Regions from separate parts of the Zea mays genome. Here region 2 is linked to region 1. The links are chromatin contacts, called in public Hi-C maps. All regions are on one chromosome and are shown on one strand. Each heading gives the region's core, a stretch centred on a gene start, on an enhancer-like site or on the middle of the called end of the contact. The rest is flanking DNA. Distances are from core to core; before and after follow the strand shown.

What was found. A called contact is a pair of places that touch in the nucleus more often than the background predicts.
Region 2: a Hi-C map of ear shows a contact between it and region 1, with 1.8 times the contacts expected there. The contact joins the promoter of LOC103631498 here to the promoter of LOC103630267 in region 1. A contact is called at or near these places in 2 of 25 Hi-C or Micro-C datasets (ear and tassel).

Annotation. Positions count from the first base shown.
Region 1 is chr6:152,046,213-152,052,690 of Zm-B73-REFERENCE-NAM-5.0, reverse strand. It overlaps LOC103630267 (sorting nexin 2B), which reads right to left and starts at 1,396. Exons shown (of 5, transcript XM_008651332.4): 1 at 244-1,396. The coding sequence starts at 1,248.
Region 2 is chr6:152,437,475-152,444,183 of Zm-B73-REFERENCE-NAM-5.0, reverse strand. It overlaps LOC103631498, which reads left to right and starts at 5,112. Exons shown (of 3, transcript XM_020539538.2): 1 at 5,112-5,788; 2 at 6,109-6,289; 3 at 6,362-6,709. The coding sequence starts at 5,391. It overlaps LOC100281100 (ATP binding protein), which reads right to left and starts at 4,886. Exons shown (of 5, transcript NM_001363939.1): 1 at 4,561-4,886; 2 at 4,356-4,404; 3 at 2,625-3,378; 4 at 2,352-2,484; 5 at 1,489-2,269. The coding sequence starts at 4,741. The coding sequence ends at 1,686.

The DNA of each region.
Region 1 (6,478 bases), core at 147-2,646:
AATATCATTAAATTAATCATGTAAAATATTTCGTAATGAACCTATTTGGAGATCCAAATGTTGATGCTATTTTCTATAAACCTAGTCAAGCTTAAAGAAAATTTGGCTTAGTCCAAACCTATGATTACATTCTTTTTTGGATGAAGGTCAGAAATACATTGCCTCAGTACCCCATGATCATAACAATGAACTACGAGGCACATATTACATCAAAGTTTTGGCATTTGAGGGAGAAGAGATCACCTGTTGTGACGCACTGGTGAGCTGCTGTTCCCACTCCTGCAGCTTCTCTTTCTTCTCCAGGAACTCCCTATCCTCCTCTACCAAGGGTGGCTTGACACCAGCCCAGTCAGTTACCACCGACTGCTTGAGCTCCTTGAATATCCTAAGCAGGTCCCTGCCGCCCTTGGCAGGCTGCACGACTTCCTGTGGTGCGGTGACGGTATCTTCCCCAGCAATGAGCTGCCGCGGCAGCCTTGCTGCACCATCCAGCATCCGCGATGCCATATCAGTGGTGCCGGGCAGTGGCATCTTGCCCTCGGCCTGCAGAAAGACGCGCAGCTCGTCGCTGGGGCCGATGGCCGGGTGCTCGGCGAGTCGCCAGAGATACCGCTCGAGCGCAGCACGGCGCTGAGCCACGAACTCGTCCCGCTGCATGACCTGGCTCTCGACGGTGTTCTTGTCCGGGCGCGGCGGCACGAAATGGCCCCGGAAGGCGTCGGCGAGGCGGTCTGCAAGCGTGACGAAGTCGCGGAAGCGGCGGCGCACGGAATGGCGGCGCTGGTCGGGGTCCCCGCGGCGGACGCTGGTGACGAGGTAGGAGACGTAGGTGGGCGCGGATCCGGGGACGAGCGAGGTGGCGGCAGGCTCTGCTTCAGTCTCCGGGTCGGAGACGGCGAGGAAGGAGTACTCGGAGGCCGCCACGCGCGCGGATCTCGGCGACGCGGAGGAGGGTGAGGAGGCGGAGCACGGGGAGGAGGAGACGGCGCCGGCGCCGGCGCCGGTGGCGTCGGCGTAGGAGGGCGGGTCAACGAAGGAGGAGGAAAAGGTCGGGGAGAGGGTGAAAGCGGCGGCGCGCGTGGGAGGGGAGCGGGGCGAGGTGGCGGTGGCGGAGGTGGAGGAGAAGAGGGGGTCAAAGGTGGAGGCGACTGAGGCGTAGTCGGAGGCGGCGGCAAGGGGGAGGGACTCCATATCGTCGTCGTCGTCGCCGGCGGTGGCCGGCTGCGACAGCGGCGTCGAGGACATCATGACGCTGAGGAGGAGGAGGGGGGAAAGGGAAACCGGGAGGGCAGATGGGTGTGGTGAGCGGCGAATACGAGCGCAAGCCGCAAGGCTCCGGCGGTTTGTTGCCTGGTGGTGTGGTCACCGCGCGGTTGGCGTAAGGAGACGCTCACGTGGCGCCACGTGGGACGGTGGGAGAGTAGAATATCGTGCATTGAAGCAACAGCGATGGATGGTAGGTCTTTTTGGTCTCGTCCCAATGTCTATGCGTAGCGACGATATACCAATTCTGTCATATATAACGTAAATAGTTATACAACATATAATTTCTACAAAGAGAAACGTCATCAATCCAAAAGGTACAATCAATTTCGCCGCCGATGGTTGATAAATGAATAGCAAGATCCTCTAAAAACTATGAGGAAAAATAGATGCATGAGATTGAATCCTAGTGTCCTCGCCAACCTGTGAACACTACAAAGAGCATGCACGAATGACACTACTCTCCGGTCTTCACTCTTGATGAAAGAAGAAATTATCTAAAAGCTTAAAGTTTAACGATATGCTTACTCCTAGTTTAACGATATGGGTCTTGGGCCTTAGCGTCGAACAGTATATGAACATCTTTTACAAGAGACAGCGACACGGGATCGAAGAGAACAGAACAGTATCGCCTTCCTCCTTCCTAGTTGTTGGTTCCTATCTCTAGCTTCTTCTAGGGTTAGAGTTCCTCTTCCTTTTAGTCCTCTACCTCTCCCTGCTTAGCTGCTTTTCCTTCCTGTTATCGGTAAAACCAGTGATGCTCTGTACTTCTGACTGCATCCGTGGACAGGGGTGCTAACAATTGGTATCAGACGTCACCGGTCTCGAAGTATATGGAGCCCAACCTTCAGTCCACACTGGAGGAACAAACGAAGATCCTTCGCGCGCTCAGTGCCTGCCTCGCTGCCCAGGAAGCACGGTGGCGCGGTCGGGAGTCGATAGCGGTGCACCATTCGGCGTCGATCCACGACCTGGAGGTAGCAGTAGCCATTGTGCCTTCCGCGGCGTTGAGGACGAAGCGAGACGCAAAGGTCATCGCGACCCACGAGTGTCTTGACGTGGTCGCTGACGGCTGGGGCGGCCTCTTCGTCAAAGGCGAGGACTGCATCATCGTCGACAAATGGGGTGGGTTGTTCGAGTATCCTGCTCACTTCCAGGAAGAACAGGACATCGACGATTGCATCACCATCAATAATGGCACCGGCTTCACCGAGGAAGACGACGCCAACCACCCCGCCACGCTCGAACCGCTCCTCACTGTCACCACCGTCGCCGCTGAGGTCAATTCCATCGCCAACACCGATGACGCCGAGGCTGACTCTCTCGCCTCCGCCTTCACGGTGGGGGTCGCCACATCGCAGGCCACCGAGATGCAGCTTCGCGTCGGGTGGGCGCGCTGGCTGGAGGGACAGGCCGACTACCTAAGGCACAATTGGATGCTCCGCTCCAATCTGGATTCCCTCATTCCGAGCAACCACACGCTGCTCCAGGATGGCTCAGCCACCAACAACTTGCCCCACCCAATACTCGACAGAATGCTTCAGCCATGGCACCGTCTTGTTGAGGACTATCGGTGATGCGCCCACAAGCGAGGACCGCGCGCTGCAGCGGAGGCGCCTCGAGTGCCTCGTCGCACGGCCTGAGTGGCGGAGGACTGGCAGACGGAACTATATCATGCTCGAGCATCGGCCAAACAGGATGACTAAGTGACCAGTTGAGTAGTCCAGGCACCAGACATGTTTGGTGCACACCGGACTGTCCGGTGAAGCATAGTGAAGCCCAAGGTTGCATCTTTTGAGCTAAACCCCTTTACTTCTTATCGACTCATTTTGAGAGGTTCGCTAATACTTAGACAAACATAGTTAGCCACCAAAACAATTGACTAAGTGATGGGTTCATACCTCCTCCACTTCTTTTATCCAGGATCTCTGTTTCACCTCAAATAGAGCTCCAAATGACACTTTTCTCTACAAACATGGTTAGAGAGCAAAACTAAAGTGCCGTATACATAGTAAAAGGTGTATACAACATATTTGAATGTCAAACCTGCATACTTATCCTTCTTCGCTGTTTTGCTTCTTTTGGCCTATTTGAAGTCGATGTTGGACTCCAAAACCTTGAGTCTCCAAGACTTGATCTAGATTGCCACCTATGAGCTCCAACATCCTATAAAGGTCACATGTAACATATCCAAACACAGGAACAACCTGAACTAAAAGTCAGAATGAACTTAGCTCTTTTGGGTTGCTTTCAGGTTCTAGCTTTGACACTACCCCTCCTTCTAGTGACCTTCATATACATCTTGAACCTCATGACTTACACCACATAACTTATAGATGTTATCTCATTGGTTGTAAGTCACATCCTTAAGTAGTGATTTTTGATGCACCATAGCTCTTCTCAACTCGATTAACCTTAACTTTGCAAGTCTTTTTCTTCACTCTGGCTTTGGGTTCCTCGACCTTCTTACGTGCACTCGATACCTCGAAGCTCTTATTGCTTCCATCCCTGGCTTGATCAGTTGTCTCCAAGATATGAACATCGAGACTCCTTTAAAGTAATATTCTTACCTCTTCACTCGTGATGTCCATAACCATAATCAACTCAGCCTTTGGACCATCACTCTTGAACACTTGTGCAGAACTTTACAAGCTTTACACTAAGCACTTGTTAAACACTTAACACATCTGTCAGCCCTTTAATTGGGTTGTCATCCAAACTACCAAAACCCACAAAAAGCTTTCACTTATAGAGTAGTAGAGACTAGAGTTCGAATGCTCAAATTTGCACAACAAGAAGGGAAGAGAAGGGGCTGGGCATACCTACTGTGGTGGGTTCGGGTCTCCGGCAAATGCACCAATGAAGACATGGGCAACAGGGCGTACGACCGCACATCAGAAGGGGAAGTGGAAGCGGGGGAGGGAGCTGTGCGTCGGCATCGAGCGCGATCCCGGAGGAGTCGTAGCTGCAGTACTTGAGGTGACGGCGGGGGCGCGGGTAAGGGTGGCCATTTTTGCGGCAGATGTAGCGGGCAAAGCGCGAGTGAGGGCGTGTGCGACAGTCACGAGCGCATCGGCATGTAAAGCGTGAGCGCCGTCATCGGGATTGGGGCGCCAAGGACAGGGAGACGAGGGTCGTGCGATGTCTGTTGCGGAGGGGGTAGGGGCGGGCAGCTGAGCGACGTGAGGGGGCGAGGGCATGGTGCACCGTGGACACCTTGAGAGCACCTAGAGGGGGTGAATAGGTGATCCTGTAAAATTCAACAACTAATAGCCAATAAAACTTCGTTAAGTGTTAGTATGGCTAAGTAGCGAGCTCTTGCGAATACACAAGTAGTCACAGAAAAGCAATCACAAGAGACACGCGAGTTATCCCGTGGTTCGGCCAAGTACAACACTTGCCTATTTCCACGTTGTGGCGTCCCAATGGACGAGGGTTGCACTCAACCCCTTTCAAGTGATCCAATGATCAACTTGAATACCACGGTGTTCTTCTTTCTTATCTCTTTTCCCGTTCGTGAGGAATCTCCACAAGTTGGAGTCTCTCGCCCTTACAATAAAGATCACGGTGAAAGCACAAGAGTAAGGGTGGGAAGCAACACACACAAATCTGCAGCAATACGCACACACACAAGCCAAGACTTGAGCTCAAATGAAGCGCAACAAGTTCACCACTAGAACGGAGCTCAAATCACTAACAAAGTCAATCAAGTGCGCGGAGACGGAATGTGAAAGACTTAGAATGCTCAAAGTATGCTTGGGTGACTCCTCTGAAAGTCGCCTAGAGGGGGGTGGATAGGCGAAACCTGAAAATTAAAACTTTATCCCCCAACTAGATCCCTTGATTAGTGGTTAGAACAAGATATACAATTATCGGAGTATAAAAACTAAGTTCTTGCTTGTAAAGAGTATTGCTCTTAAATAATGCGGAATTGATAAATCAATACTACTAACAAGTCTATGAGAATAAAGCAAGAAGGCTTAGATGAGAAGAGTAATGACACGAGTTCTTTCTTGCAATGTGTTGCTTCACTAAATGAGAATTTAACTTAAAGCAACACCAAATAAGGTTAGCAAAGAATAGTGCAAGAAAAACTTAGAGTGAGGGAAAACAAACAAATCATAATCAATAAACACAATGGACACGGGTGATTTGTTTTACCGAGGTTCGGCCCTCGAAGGCCTAGTCCCCGTTGAGGAGTCCACTAAGGACGGGTCTCTTTCAACCCTTTCCCTCTCTCCATCGATCACCAAAGACCAACGAGCTCTTCTTCTTCTCAAGGATCACTTAAGACCCCGCAAGGATCACCACACACTTTGGCGTCTCTTGCTAGCTTTACAAGCCTCCAAAACTTTGGAGGAAGTTCAATGGGAGTCAAAACTCCACGCGCAAATGAACACAAAGATGTAGCACACACTATCTCTCAATGAATCTCACAAGGCACTAGTGCTAAACTCAAATGAGTAGCTCTCTATTGCTTGCTCTCTCTTTTGTGGCACTTGTGTTGGTTGTAGTGGTCTAAATCTTGTGTATATGATGGATCAATGAATATATGTGGTTGGGAGGGCTTGAGTATGTCAACTATATGACTTGGAATGTTGTTTGGACTCCCACACTTTGAAGTGGCCGGTTGGGGTGGTATTTATAGCCACAAACCAAAATCTAGCTGTTGGTGTAGTCTGCTGGTGAAGGGCGCACCGGACAGTCCAGTGCGCCACCGGACAGTGTTCGGTGCGCCGCCACGTCACCTCGTCGTTAGGCCTCTGAGCTGGTCGACTGTTGGAGGCTTTGTCCTCATGTGGCACCGGACAGTCCGGTGTCACACCGGACAGTCCGGTGCCCTTCTGACCGTTGTTCTGACTTCTGTCGCGGTACTGTTCATCCGTCAGAGTCGACCGTTGCGCGCAGATAGTCGTTGCTCCGCTGGTGCACCGGACAGTCCGGTGGTGCACCGGACACTGTCCAGTGGCACACCGGACAGTCCGGTGAATTATAGCGGAGCTGCGCCTGGGAAACCCGAAGGTGAAGAGTTCGAGCCGATTCACCCTGGTGCACCGGACACTGTCCGGTGCGCCAGACCAGGGCGGCCTTCGGTTTCCTTTTTGCTCCTTTCTTTTGAGACCTAACTTGTTCTTTTTGATTGGTTTGTGTTGAACCTTTGACAACTGTAGAATGTATAATCTTGAACAAACTAGTTAGTCCAATTATTTGTGTT
Region 2 (6,709 bases), core at 3,863-6,362, 390 kb before region 1:
GTTAATTCATTCCTTATAAGCTAATAATTAGTATATACATGATAAATGAGTTGATTCTATCAAAATTTATGAGATGAACTCATAATGGATCACCTTATGAAGCATAGGTTGACTCCACAAGCCAAACACACCGTTAATCAACCATTGGGCTCAACTAAAGATCTAAAACCTTCCACTATATATGATATGTGGAAGCGTAAATTATTCAACCCTATTTTGCTAACCAAACAAAAAACTTGTAAATGATATGTATGGAAATGAGTAAACAAGAGAAACGAGACAATATAATCAACAAATAAACAAACTAGCAATAAGTAAATGTAATAGCAAGAATAGTTAGAGCAAACCATATGGGTCAAGAGATGACACGGTTTATCCTCGAGGTTTGCTTGCTTACCATCAACCTAAGTCATCCACGATAATGTTACCATAAAATCATAATAGAGAGACACTTCAACAAGTCACTATTTCAATAGAGTTCTTTTTACAAATCTCCCGCGGGGATGAGCACAAGAGCCCATCACAAGAATGATCAGAACCAACAATAGTCACATATAGCTGTCGATCTCACAATCATCAAGTTGTGTAGGTGACGACAATCACCAAGAGTAATAGGCGTAGAACTAGCCTAACTGACTCCACTAGTGCCACAAGTTGCATGAACACTACATGAAGCACTAGAAGTGATCCAATCTCATCTAAGTGATGAACTATGTGTTTGAAGTAAGTAGAGTATGTTTCTCAATCCAAAAGTGGTGTATACAAGTGCTAGAGACTATATGATAGTAGCCAAGGTCGACCAATGGATATATTTATAACCAAGTAAAATGCAGCAGCGATCATTGATCTTGACATGTGTCACTTGAATCATCGAACTTAAAAAACAACAAAATGTGTCTTCTAACTTTGTCAGCATGTGTAAAATCGTTCAAAACTGAGTTTGTTCAAACCGGATACCAATGTGATGTGCCATGTTAAAGCACACTGATGAAAGTTCGTGGTCATGTCAAGTTTAGGATTAGGTAACTCCAACATGGCACGTCACATCCGATATGAACAAACATGATTTTAGATGGTTTTGTATGGGCCGACAAAGTTAAAGAACCCACTTTGTTGATTTTATAAGTTCAATGACAAGTGACATTATAGCAAGATCGATGACCTCTACTGTATTTTACTCTTTATAGATTCTCAAGTCTTAAAAGAATCTAGCCATTATAACCCTACTCATCCAAACCTATCAATATTGAAGTGGAGCCAGTACTGACCGCCCACCCACTCACTCACTTATGGATGGTAATCGGCTCTAAATCTTACACTATAAATTTTAAGGATCAATCAAGTTAGGACCGATATTTATTTCTATTCATTTTTTAACTAAAATTTGTTAAGAGCTCAAATAAATTGCGAAGAGATATCGTTACCTATGAAGGTTGGAACCAGCTCTTAAGACAGACAGATCTTGAAATCGTACAACTTTTGCAATTCTTTTTAATAATTAATTATTAAAATAATATTTTAAAACAATCAGCTTGGTTGCACACTTCATTTTGTTCATATGTACAGATGGACACAAACTTCAACATAAACCTAAAAAATAAAAATATCAAAAAGAAGCAACCTGTGTATCTACCACGAAACAGCCTTTTCACGACAAACATTGGCACGTCCGTCTCAGGTTGACCTCAGTTGACCTCTGCGCAGATGATCTCCAGCTCCGCCCACCACAGCGGCGAAACCTTGGGGGTGGCCGCGTCGGGTGACATGGCAGTGATCTCCCTCAGGCGCTTGGCGACCTCCGCTATGGTCAGCCGCCTCCTGGGCTCCCGGTCGGTGCAGCCCCTGATGACGCCGTCCAGCCTGTCCACGGTGGCGGCGTGGAAGGACCGCCGCAGGGCGGGATCCATCACGTCCCGGAGCTGCCGCTCCCCTCTCAGGTAGGCCGCGGCCCAGGCCTCTAGCAGGCCGCCGTCGGACGCCGTGAACCGGCCGGTCATGGTCTCCAGCAGCACCATCCCGTAGCTGTACACCACGCTCTCCCGGTCCGACAGCGCCGACAGGGACAGGCTCCCCTCCTGCCGGCGGGGCTCGTCGCAGAAGAAGACGTCGGAGATCTTGGCCGCGAAGTCGTCGGTGAGGCAGATGGTGGACGTGTCCAGCGCCCGCAGGATCTCCGGCGGGCTCAGCTGGTGCATGTGCTCCAGGCAGTAGGCGACGCCGACCGCCACGCGCAGGCGAGTGGGCCAGTCCAGGTAACCGTCTTCTCTGACTGCAGCGCATGCAGAACACCTTGTCAAACAACACAACACAAAGAGCTCCTCCAATGCAGTCCAGTGCAGCCGAGTGACTACCGTGCAGATGCTCGAAGAGCGTGCCGTTTGGAGCGTACTCGAACACCATCATCCTCGTAAACGGCTGCTCTTCCTGGCAGTAGCCCAGCAGGTTGACGAAGTTCTTGTGGTTCACTCTGGACAGGCTTGTTATCTGAAAGTGAAAGATTTGCATCGCTAGTATATTACTACTCTAGCTATTGATGTCAGCTGATTTGTTACTAGTTTGATGCTGAGCAAGCACGTATATCGGATGGACAGTCTCAGAGTGGCAGCATTTATTTTATTTTGAACCTTCTTCCTGAATTGTGACTCGCAGTGCTTGGACCACTCCTTGGCAGAGTTCTTGGTGGTGGACACCACGGCGATCTCCACGCCGGTGGACAGCGTCCCCTTATACACCATGTAATCCGACAGGGAGCCGATGACGTTGCTGAAGTCCTCGCACGCGGCCTCGAGCTCCGACCTCTTGAGCGACGGCACGCCCGTGACGAACGCCTTCTGCAGCTGCCCGCTGAGCCCCGTCGCCCAGGGCCTGACGGTGACCACGCTGCTGGACCGGTAGCAGAGGACGAGGAGCGCCACGGCCGCGGCCGCGGCGAGGGAGGCCCCGGCCGCAGCCATGGCGTAGACAGGCCTGCCAACACCGCCAGAGCGCGGCCTCGCTCCCGCTCCTCCAGCCGGAACGCCGGCACCCACCGCCGGCCTACTGCCGGCGTCGGCCGGCACCACCACCGCCGGCTGCGGGGGCAGCGCGATGCTGTGCCCAGGGTTTGAGACCACCCCCGCGGGGAAAGGTGCCGGGGCCTGCGCTGGAGGAACGCTCATCGGTGGCGGGGCCTTGGGTGCCCACGGTAGCCATGGCTGCCACTGGTCTGGCTTGAACGTCGACGCTGGGCTTTGAGAAGAACTGCCTCCACTGTCTGGAGGGTACTGGCTGGAGTCTGTCAACGACGACACCTTGTCGCCGAAATCCCCGGACCAGTACCTGTTCTGCTGCTGCTGCTCGTGCAGGAATTTCCTGGTCCGGTCACCGTGGTGGGTTGTCCTGCTGCCAATAAGGCAATAATTGAGCGGAGGCAAAAAGGAGTGTGAGCACAAGAGGCGCAGAACAATCTGAGAAGCGTCGATGTGTCATCATCATCTGAGGGATGAGGCTGCTTGGTGCCTTGGTGTGTGTCGTTGGTTCAGCTGTCAATTCCTGACAACCAATGGATGGATGGATGATTCCAAGCCCATCCTTGTTTCTATCGACAGTAGTGTAGTTGTTGGTTGGTACTACGTACAGTTTGTGAAATGTGATCCATGCATGAAGGGTAGATATATAGGTGTGCCGAATATACAGGTGATCCGCATTGATTTTTTCTATTCGCTGTTTCCAGGTGAAAACTGAAAGGCATGGCGCTGAAGATGTGTCATCTGCTACATGAAAGAAGTCAAAGCTGAATCGGTATTGGCTTTTCAGCTAGCATAGTTAGATGCCTTGATACGCCTTTTATATAGACTTTTGTTTATATTATGTTTGATTATAGAATATAAAACATAAAAAATATATGTTTTGTTGGTTATATGTGAGAATAAAGAGTAAATAACCAATGATTAAACCTTCACTTGTGTATAATTTTATCGTGTGACGCAAGATAATGGTAAAAAAGTGAGAAGTCATACTTTATATAGTAGAGATTAAGAAAAAAAAGAGCGGGGCCTAATGCCATCCCTGTTCGGTAGCTAAACACCAATGTTTGAGCTAAAAACACTTAGGTTAGTTTAGAAAATTAAATTCCCTCAGGAATTCACAGGAGAAATTGAGCTAATTTCACTATCCTCGGGAATACTTCCAAACCAGTACTTATATAAACTGAGAAAAAAACACGACTAAAGGTAAAAATAAGCACACCAGAAAATCCGAGAGCATCAGCTTAAAAAACCCTATTTTTTAGGAGAACTGTCCGAATCTGGAATGCTCAAAGAAAACTAGAATCGGACAACCGGTCCGGCTCAGGATTAGCTGAAAGAAGATCTCACCTAGCTTCGGAGACAGAGACCATATCTTCCTCTGGGTTCGTAGTTCCTCCTACAGCCAGTTAGCATCAGCCGAATATGTTATTAAAAGGAGAACCCAATGATTAAGGTAATCCATGCCCATGGAGCGGTTGCCCAATTATCTCATATATACTCACATAGACACACGAAGAGAGACAACAGATAGAGACGCACTGCCTTGACATACCTTGTCCGGCATCATCTTTGTGGCAGCTCCCGAGATCAGGGAGAGCGGAGACCAGCACCACCACCAGCAGCAGCAGCACAGCCAGCACCCGGTGACGGCGCGTCTTCTCCATGGACGCCGACGAGATTCTGCTACGGAGCAACATGGGAACGTACGCCCGGACCAACCATGCACTGGTCATGAGAAGAAGGCCACTCTCGCCTTAGCATGCGGCCAGTGCCGGCGAGGGAAGAGCTAGACGCCTCAGCATTAATTCGTCTAGCTCTTGCAGTGGAGAGTGGAGACGAGGAGGAAGATGGCCACGCGGAGCGGGTGGTGTTGGTGTGGTTGGGGCTAGCAAACTCGCAATAATTTCGCGCTTGGCCCGATGCCGCGATGGCGATTTATGTATGGAACGCCCAAAGCAACGGCTCAATCGAGTGCGAGTTGGGAGGTCGAAGCAGATAAACTTTAAGGTGGAGTTAAACTGTACTCCAGCTACTAGTTTTGGAGACTGTGTGCGCTACTTGGCCAACCAATACATGGACTTAGGGCGTGTACAACGCCATTTAATCAAGCGTCTCCACATCTGTCTCCAGGGGGTTTTCTAAAAAAAATCTCTGCAGCCGGTGCTTGGTGGAGAGACGTCTTTGGCTCCCGTCCCTAGCAAGAACCGACGCCGCCTCTTCCGATTGTACGAGTTCCGGCCGTCTCTTGCAGATCCTGTGCGGCCGCGCCACCAATTTTTGTTTTTGGCGCGAAATCCAGGTGCTAAATCACTTCCTCTCCTTATTCCCTCTATTTTCTCTCCCAAATCTTACCTCTGCACCTTCTCTGAACCGGCGGCAACCATGCAGAGATCCACCGGCCATCAGACCTCTGCCGCCGCTCAGCGCTTGGCCTCCAGTCGCCGGCCCTTTGTGGCACCTTCCAACACCGCTGCGACCCGGTTCCCGTCCCCTACTGGTGTTCATGGCTCGTCCAACGGCAGCGTCGGGCTCCATTCGGTCGGCATCGACGGATCTCCAACAAGTGCTGGATTCCACTCTTCCCCGAGCAGCGGTGCTGGATTCCACTCTTCCCTGAGCAGCGGCCCTGGATTTCAGTTGGGTTCCGGCATCCACAGCTCTTCCCCCCGCGGTGGCCCTTCCCCTGGCAGTCGCCCCTCATTCGGCCCATTCTCATCTGCTAGCTCTGCTTCATCTATGGCATCAGGACCTTCTTCAACTTATTCGGATTTGCTTCATAGGTAAGTCATGCTGCTGGTAACCTTGTTCAGTATGGAGTTGCTTGTATGGATTCAGTAAGCTTATGCAGTACACATTGTTCATGTTCCAAAATTCATTTTCTGAAAAGAAATTTGCTTGTATACATTGTTCTGAAAACATATTCACTATGAAATTCATTTTCTGAACAGAAATTTGCTTGTATACATTGTCCAGTACGTATGGCTGTGTGCTCGGGTGTTCAACAGAATTATTTGATAGTGCAGATTGTTTGTATAGATTGTTTTAATTATACAAATGCAGTATGTAGGCTTACATCTTCCTTTTTGTGAATTATTTTCAGCTCTGATGGGTTCATAAATTATATGATGGGTCAGAATTCTCATTTTGTTAGAGGAACATCACATGTCACACAATTGGATGAATCACATGACAACCCTGTAGACAATGATAGAAACGATGGAGATGAAGAAGTTAGGACTGAGGCCAAGCTAATATGGAAATCAGAGGAAGATGGGAGAGTGGTATTTTCATTATTTAACTTGTCAATTTTATAGCTGCTTCACATTGTACTTACAAATTCTCTTTGTATGCAGATGAGTGCTTGGCTCAAACACTCCATCGACCCAATTGGTGGAAACAACAAGAAGTCTGACAAATATTGGACGGATGTGATGCAGGAGTACAATCAAGCTACTGTCAAGAATAGATGGAGGACTGCTAAGCAGGTTAAAGATAGATGGCACAAAATCAATAAATTGACAAATTCGTTCAATGATTGTTGGGTGAAAGCTAGGAGGGTTTACACCAGTGGATACTCGGATGAAATGTGGTTAGATAAAGCACATAAATTTTTTGAGGATGAGAACAAAGGATTACGTTTTCAGCTTATGAATGTTTGGTACATGGTTCGTAACGAGGCTAAGTGGATAAGTTATAACAAT